2 separate regions of the Oryctolagus cuniculus genome follow, and region 2 is linked to region 1. The links are chromatin contacts, called in public Micro-C maps. All regions are on one chromosome and are shown on one strand. The core of a region is the stretch at or near the end of the contact, and the rest is flanking DNA. Distances in the headings are between cores, read along the strand shown.

Region 1 (4,133 bases), core at 234-2,733:
CGGTGGGTCTGAGCCGGCGCCGTGGGCGAGTCCAGCCTGGCTCATTTATTGAGAAAAGTTGGTGGGTTTTAACCAGTAAGAAAGTCTTCCAGTTTCCGCAAGTTGAGGTAATTTTGCCAGCTCGTTGTTGGACCCTCCCTGCGCCCGCCCCCAGTCCAGATTTCAGACTGATGAGCTCAGGATCCCAGATTCAGATCGTTCGCCGTTTTTCTGTTCTTAATGAAGAATGCGTGCTTTCCTTTTCGGTGCTTCTTGCCTCCCTTTCCCAAGGGCGGAAGAGCAACTTCGTAGCTTCATAGAAACATTCTGAGTAACTTGTCTAAGACAGGAAGTTAAGAAATCACGGCCGGGGATAAGGTGTTGAGAGGATCGAAAAAAGGAAAGTTGGAGATCTATTATACAGCAGGGTGACGCTAGTGAATAATGTATATTTGAAAGTTGCCAAGAAAGTAGATCTCAAACGTTCTCTCTCACACACACAAGTATGTGAGATGATGGATACAGTAATTGATCTAATCATGCACAAAGTGTATCTGGGGCAAAACATCACGGAGGAAGCGGGGGCTGGCGCTGGCTTAGCTGTTGTGTCCCGGCTGCTCCACTTCCGATCCAACCCCCTGCTAATGGCTTGGAGAAAGCGAAAAATGACCCAAGTGTCTGGGAGCCTATCGCCCATGTGGGAGACTTGGAAGAAGCTTCTGGTTCCTGGTTGCAGCCATCTGGGGAATGAGCCAGCATATGGAAGATCTCTCAGTATATGAGATATGAAAGAGCATATTTCTTTCAAATAAATTTTAAAAATTAAAAAAAGAAAATCAGGAGGAGAGGTTGGGCATTTGGCCCAGTGCTTGAGACACAGGCTGTGATACCCCCATGTCCGACTCTGCTTCCATTACAGCTTCCTGCTAATGTAGCCTGGCAGGCAGCAGGTGGTGACTCATGTGCTTGGATCCTGGCTCCTAGCTTTGGCCTGGCCCAGCCCCATTCATTGCAGGCATTTGGGGAATAAGCCAATGGATGAGAGCTCGCTCTCTCTCTCTCTGCCTCAAATAAATATATTGAAATTTTAAGATGTCTAATTTTTTAGAACTTGCATTTATACCATAACTATAAACAATTTTTGTCAGTTATACCTTAGTAAATCAAGGAGGAAGTCATTTATGGGGCAGTTATGCCTGAAAGGGAAATGCCATGGCTATTAATAATATATCACTGGTCATCCCTTAACCTCTCCAGGTCTGTAGCTCAATAAAGTTCATACTTGTTCCTACACTAGTTTTTTAAGTTACTGAAGCATTTTGGTGGTAGAGGAAATATAGAAATAGGCCTTTGGGGCATTAATATCTGTTTTCCCTCCCATTTATTTCCTGGCTTCCTTCATGAATTCAACAGGAATTTGGTTTTGTGATCAATGGCCAATCAGATGTTTGGCATTTAAAAAGTTTGGGGAAATTCCAAGCAGCAATCCTCAGGAGTCAGATTTGTGGGGGGGGGGGGGGGGAAAGAAGAAGGTAACAGCTTCCTTGTAAGCTTGTCAATTTTTGTGGAAAAGTTGGTCATAAATTCCCTCAGGACCCTTCTCAGTATAAAGAGTGGAATCCAGACTATAGCAAAGAAATGTATTTACTGCAAGAAAGCAAACAAACATCTCACACCGAGGGGCCTCAGGGCTGGGAGTCAGTTGTAGTGTGACCCATCTTTTAAGTCTCTGTAAACACTTCATCTTTCTCCCCCTTGGACAAGACCCTTCCATACCGTGGAGCAACAAATTGACTCCCCCGCCTCTGCACATGTGCTTTTTAAGCCCCATCTGATTGGCTCCCCCATGTATATCCACGAGGGCGGGAGGGGCTATAAATGGGCACTCTAGCTTTAACTAAGTGGGCATTTTGTGCCCTTCCTTGTTCCAATTTTTTTCTCTTTCCACTTCCCCTCGGTGATCTGCTTCCTTGGCCTGTCCCCACTTGAGGGCTTTGTGACCCTTCATCTCCCCTGTCTGAGGACCCTCCAACTGCTCTTAGGGAAGGGGTTGATGACCACTCTAGCTGCGTCAAGCTGAACAGGGGAGATGTTATGGAGCATGGCGGTGGTGGGGTGGGGGAGTTTGTCCTACTGAGGTGGTCGATCCAGCAGCCTGGAGAGCCAGGGAGAGCCATCTGGGGCTCTATTTGGGTCTGCATCTTGATGGCATTTAATTTGTTGGAGATATGTTGAACTAAAAGAAAGGTGCGAAGAAGGATCACCAACACCAAGATGGAGAGGAAGGGGCTTAGATTTTGCATCCATTCTTGGAGGATTTTTGAGGAATCCCAATCAAGTTTCTTGGTTAAGGTTATTATTGAGGTTTTTGTAGACTGTGATTAATTCTTTTAGCTTTGCGGGGTTGTCTGCCACCTTTTGAGAAGTATTTACCCAAAAGCAGCAAGTTTCCTTAAGCATGGCACAGGTGTCTCCCAACTCTGCCATAAGAAGGTATAGTGCCCCTTGATTTTGTAGCACTCCACTAGGGAGTTTAGGCTTTCTTGTTGGACTAGCCAGGGAGAGGTTGAAGATGGAGGCATGAGCTGCCTGAATTCACATTGGCCAAAAGAGGTCCCTAAATTTCCAATCCAGGGGCCCACCCATTCAAGGATGGGATTGTCTGTCCTTAATGTGCCAAAGGACTGGGACTGGCGTGTGGCTCATCTGGTTAATCCTCAGTCTACGGCGCTGGCATCCCATATGGGTGCTGGTTCTAGTCCTTGTTGCTCCTCTTCCAGTCCAGCTCTCTGCTGTGGCCTGGGAAGGCAGTGGAGGATGGCCCAAGTGTTTGGGCCCCTGCATCCCCATGGGAGACTGGGAAGAAGCACCTGGCTCCTGGCTTCAGATTGGCGCAGCGTGCCAGCCGTAGCGGCCATTTTGGGGGTGAACCAACGGAAGGAAGACCTTTCTCTCTGTCCCTCTCTCACTGTCTGTAACTCTCTGTCTCTCACTCTCCCTCTGCCTCTGCCTCTCTGTAACTCTATCTTTCAAATAAATAAATCTTTTTAAAGAGAGAGAGAGAGAGGCCGTCCCAGTTGGGTGGGCTCAGTGGATCTGAGGGCTGACAGAAGTTGTTAAAATGCTGCCTTTGCCGCTTTTCCGCATGCGCTGTGCGGGTCTGCGGATGCCTTCCTCGGAACAGGAGCTGTCAAACCCCGCACTCTGTTCCCTTTTGCGTGGTAACCAATAAAGGTTTGTTCGTACCGCCAAAAAAAAAAAAAAAAAAAAAAAAAAAAAAAAGTTGCCTTTGCCTAAATGTGTGATAGGGATTCCCCAGTCTCTTGATCCAGCAGACTGTCTTTTTTTAAAAAGGGCTGCCCAAACAAAGGAACTAACTTCAAAGGAAGTTAGGCCCTGGAATCTTGGGGTATTTCTGGCTGTAATAAGGGTGATAGGGAGGAGATGTGGCCATGAGTCTTTAACTTCGTGTTATTGGTTTAATCAGATGTCTTTTAATTATCCCATTAGCCCTTTCTACTTGTCCTAAAGATTGGGGTCCCTAGGAGCAGTGGAGATGGTGTTCATTACCTAACACTCATTAAATCCCTTGGTGACTTTGGAACAAAAGGCAGATCCAGTATCACCTTGGAGAGTGTGTGGCACTCCAAACTAGGAAATGGTCTTGTTAACTAGGACCTACGCCACTTCTCGGGCTTTTTCTGGCCAGCAGGGGTGAGCTTCAATCCAGCCCGTACAGGTGTCCACTAGAACTACAGATATCAGAACAGTTTTCCTCTCAGTATGTGGGTAAAATCTATTTGCCAATCTTCTCCAGTGCACTGACCTTTGTATTAAGCTACTGAGGATCGTAAGTGGGCATTCTGGGGGTTAGTAACATTAAGGTGTCTTTCTGCCCTAGGTGGTATGAGTGTGAATGGCTTTAAGTGTTTTCCATGGAGTCCCCTGGATAGGAGATAACATCCATTGGTGTTGTCACCTACCAACCCTGAAGTTGGAGTGAGACCCCCACACAGGTCGCCCCCTCCACCTCTTCTAGGGAGTACTGGATGGGGGCATTGGAAGGTAAGAGGGTTTGTGAGTCTGGAAGTGGGCACTCTACTTCTTGGAAAGCCACTGCTTTTGCCTGCTTGTCTGCCCTCATGTCCCTGGCT
Region 2 (4,288 bases), core at 645-3,144, 140 kb before region 1:
TTCCCCCGGATTGGAGGAGTTGATCGGGCAAGAGGAGAAGACGCTGGGCTTTTGGATGCAGGGAACAGATTGCAAGTGGGCGATTCCTGAAACACAAAGAGAGGGGGACAATGACTAGAATGGAGAAGGGATCAGTTCTGTGAGCCCAGGGGCTTCGGGGACAGAGGTTGGGAGCTGTTGAGACCACAGCAAGGAAGGACGGAAGTTAGCTGCTCATGGACACTACAGAGCTGGTACCCGGACACTGTGGCAAGCGCTTTGCTGTGGCATCTGTACCTCCAACAATTCTAGAGGGAGAACTTCCTGCCCCCGAGAGCAGACCACTCGATGCCTGCAGCATGTCACACGCAGTGCCTGCAGGCACACATCCCGCTCAGTCCCCCAAACTCACCCTCTTGAGGCCAGAGGGCCTCTTTCCAGATGCTGCCCGAAGAGCCTTGGTGGAGCCCTTCTTATCGGAGCTCCGGTGTCGAGGCGTCAGGCTGCTGGGGGAGGGTGTGCTCCAAGCCAGAGAGCTCACCGTGGGCAGCAGGTCTCGCACAGGACTGTCCTTCAGCACGAAGGTCTCTCGCCGGGGGCTGGGCTTCACCCGGCGGGACCCCAGGCTCTCGCCCGCGCTCTCGCGCTCCTGCAGGGCACACTGCTCCAGCTGGGCCGCCAGCCTGTTGGCCTCATGGAGGATCTCCTCCAGCTTTTCTGGGCTGAGGGGGCCCAAGCTGAGCCTCACACCCTGGGGCGCAGGGGCCACTGCATTCAGGTCACTTCGGTGGGAAAGGCCCCGTCGGAGTGGTTTCTCTGGAGTTGCCAACGCTGCTATGTCTTCCTCCTCGCGACTGAGACAGAAAACAAGGCACCATGCCCGCACGAAAGAGAGCAGGAGACAGGGACTCTGTGCAATGGAACCTGAACACCCCCCCAACACACACACACACACACCACAGTCCTGAGGTCCATGTTGGCTTCTGGGTGACGAGATACCTGGTTCCCTGAGGTCTAGCAGGGCTTTTACTCTTTACTGACATCACAGATGATGTCAGAACGAAGATGCAGCGAATCTGCTGCCTTTCTTAACATTCTAAAATCAAACTCCAGTTTCTCCCTTCTCAGCTCCTCATGGGTAGCATCAGAGAGGCTGGAGTCAGCCACCCAGCAGCCTAAGTGCACCAAAACTTGCCAACCCAAGCTCCGGGGCCAAGGACTCAGCAGTGAGCAGAGAGATACATAGAGGTGGTGTTGGAGGAAAACAAGTGGGATCAAGAGGCTGGTACCTGTCCGATGGTGACAGCCCTCCAAAGTCCAAGGTCTCATCCACAATAAACTTTACATCTGGAGGCCAAGAAGATTGAACGCCAGCTGAAGGTCCCTGACGGGGCTCTCAATCCCAGGGACTCATCTCCCCCCTCCCGCCCCCCAGGGTTTCCTTACCTTCCTCCAAATTCTCCATGTCTAGCCAGGAGAGCGAGTCAGTTCTGATCTCGGCTGGAGAAAAACCGTACTTTTGCTTAAGCATCCATGCTGCCCAAGGCTCCCGCTAGCCTCAAGGTGCAAGCCAGGGGCAGGGGTCAGGCAGGAGGCAAAGCGAGCGTCCCGGAGTAGCACCTGGGCCTGTATCTCCCCCTCCCTCTGGAAAAGTTGCAGCGAGCTGTGCCCGGAGGCTGTTTGCACGTCCTCTCCTTTTCCCCACCAGTATCTCCTGGGTTCTTCCTCTTCCTAAGCCTCCTTTCCACCCCGCGGCCCCACATCCACGCCACACCTCCAGCCCACCTGTTTCCACTCCCTACCCGACCTCACCATCCACAGAAGAGGCTTTGCTTCCACAACCTTGTCCCGGGAATCGGCTCCTGGGGGCGGGGCTCCTTTCGAATCTCTCAGGCCCCACCCACTCCTGCGGCACGAGCACAGTGATTGGTGGATCATCAGAGGTGGGGCTGAGGCGGCCGGCCGGAAGTCTGCAGGTGGGGGCCGGACCTGGAGCAGGTCCCAGGATGACTCCATCCGGGAGAGCGCGAGCGGGGCGATGGGGCAAGACCGCGAGCGCGTGCGCGCGCGCGTCCGGGAGACCTGGCTTCCACCCCCAGGCGGCGAGCAGAGGGGAACCTGGCCCAGGGGGGCGGGACCTCGTGGCGGCGCGCGAGGGAACGGGCCAATGAGTGTGGGCTCAGCGCGCCGCCGCAGTCGCGCCAGGGCGTTATTGGGCGGCTGTTCCGCCCGCCGCGGCCGCGGTGAGGCAGCTGAAGACTGCTGCTTGTCGGTGGGTCGTTGAGAGCAGCCCTCGGCCAGAGCGAACGCGCTCAGCTTGCGAGCGCCGCGTCTGCCAGGTTTCTTCACGTGTTTTTTTTTTTTTTACAAGTTAAGGAAGTAACTAAACATGGCCATTTTAGGTCGGCTCTTGTTGAGAGGTCTCCCAAGACGTACGTCCTCCATTACGATTTTAAGCAAGAACTTTGGAACCTGAAGCAGGCGAGGTGTGAAGGAAAAATTATGTTTTCTCACAGGGAAACTGAGGTTCGAACTCAACCCTGACGCTTCCGTTTATGAGCGGGGCGGGCTTGGGTGCAAAGCGTCCCGGTTGTCCTGACGGGGACTACGCGCGGCAGGCGGGGCTTGGCCCGCGGCCCGGCAGGGTTAGTCGCAGGCTCCCTCCGACTCCGACTGAGAGCTTGTGTCGGTAACGTGGAAGCCTGCGTACTAGGGATGTTGTCTGTAAATGGGCCGGGTCAGCTGTTAGCGATGCCCTGAGACAGGCTGAGGCCTTACCCCGTCAACAAAGAGCCCGAGCTTTAGTCCCCGGAGTTGGTGACCCGGAGGCGTCTGTGTTTCCTGTAGTGTTTAGCAGCAGGAGTGAGCTGGTGACTGTCAGAAATGCCACCGGGAGCCAAGGAGCCTTGGATCTTAGTGGGGTGTTAAAGGAAGGTGCAAATATATGTGAGGAATCCCAGCGGGGGGAAGAGGATTGGTGTTGGCTGCACGATTCGGGTTCTAAGTGATGTAGGCAGCCACATAGGATCAAATCAGGTTCCTAAACTGGAGACCACACCTTCACCAAGCCCCTGTGTGATCTCATGCCCCCTTAGGTGACCTCGCCTGGACACCTACCTGCCGATCAGACGATGTAACCACTCCCCCCTTTGGGAGCAAATAAATGGGCCTGGAACACAGTGGGCTCACTCTTGCTCCACACGCCTTTGGGGCGTGGGGCCTACTGGCTTGCTGTCTGCCTTGCTTTGCTGCTGTGTTAAGCTACCTGTGGCTGCTCATAACTATACGCTTGCTCCATGTGGCTTGCTCCTGGCCTGCTCTCTGCTTGGTATGGACCCAACTTAGCTTCTTTCTCCCCTAAATAAAGCCCTCACTCTTTTGCGCGTTTCTCTCACTGAATAAAATCCTTAAAAACTTACCATGTTAAAAAAAAAAAAAAAAACTTACCATGTTTGGTCTATTTGAGCCAGTATTTAGAATTATTCTCTGAATATGTGGCAAGAGCCCACAGGCTTATGAATATAGAAAATTATTAGTGAGCCGTCCGATATCATAAGGAGGGTGAGAAAACCAGAGCTAGAAGCTTCCCTGTGTCCAGGCGAGTAGTAGCAAAGTGGAGAGGAGGTTGCAAGAGGCTTCCTTCCCTTAGTAGCAGACCGGAGTAGGGAACTCCTCTTTGCACCCAGTCAGGTGACCGGGGAAGTAAGTTTTAGCAAATTGGAGGTGAGTTTCTTTTAAGGAAATTCATCTCCAATTTTTCTGTCACCAAGTTTTTATTTGGAAAGCTGTTGCAGTACCAGCAAAACAAAAACAAAAACACTACTTTTTCCTCCATCAAAATAACAGTAAAGCCGAAAAGTATAGATTTCAGGTACAAGAGTTCTTCTCTCAGCATAAGGCCACTATCTGGAAATATTTGATGGGTGTTGCGCTCACCTCACCCTAAGTAGTGAGTGTTTAAGATTTTGCATGAACGTGAATGAAGAAAGAAATCACACACACGGAGAGCCCGGCACAGGTATTCCACAAATGTCATGTGTATAGAAGAAAACATTAAGGATGCTGTGCCTGTGCAGATGCAGAAGGATTGACTGGGCCTGGAGGTCTTGCTCAGTGTGAGGACTTTATTCCTTCACTGTAAAAGTTGAGAACATACGACTGTTAAGGGATGGCCCTTAAGTAATTCAGCAGATAGCAAAGGCAGGGACTGAGGGCTGAGGCCCAAGGTCTGACTGGTCCTTAGAGCGTCATAACGAGGTTTTTCACCCCTTTCTGACCTAGACCCTGCTTCAACTAGAGGAGACCTCAT

What was found. A called contact is a pair of places that touch in the nucleus more often than the background predicts.
Region 2: a Micro-C map of ear pinna shows a contact between it and region 1, with 2.7 times the contacts expected there. The contact joins the promoter of PSRC1 here to the promoter of PSMA5 in region 1. A contact is called at or near these places in 2 of 6 Hi-C or Micro-C datasets (ear pinna and psoas muscle).

What each region holds. Positions count from the first base shown.
Region 1 is chr7:61,000,636-61,004,768 of mOryCun1.1, reverse strand. It overlaps PSMA5 (proteasome 20S subunit alpha 5), which reads right to left and starts at 1,483. Exons shown (of 9, transcript XM_002715806.5): 1 at 1-1,483.
Region 2 is chr7:61,145,450-61,149,737 of mOryCun1.1, reverse strand. PSRC1 (proline and serine rich coiled-coil 1) reads right to left here and starts at 1,894. Exons shown (of 8, transcript XM_008264750.4): 1 at 1,792-1,894; 2 at 1,426-1,479; 3 at 1,269-1,326; 4 at 392-833; 5 at 1-86. The coding sequence starts at 1,444. It overlaps LOC127493414 (a long non-coding RNA gene), which reads left to right and starts at 2,327. Exons shown (of 3, transcript XR_007923513.2): 1 at 2,327-2,465; 2 at 4,261-4,288.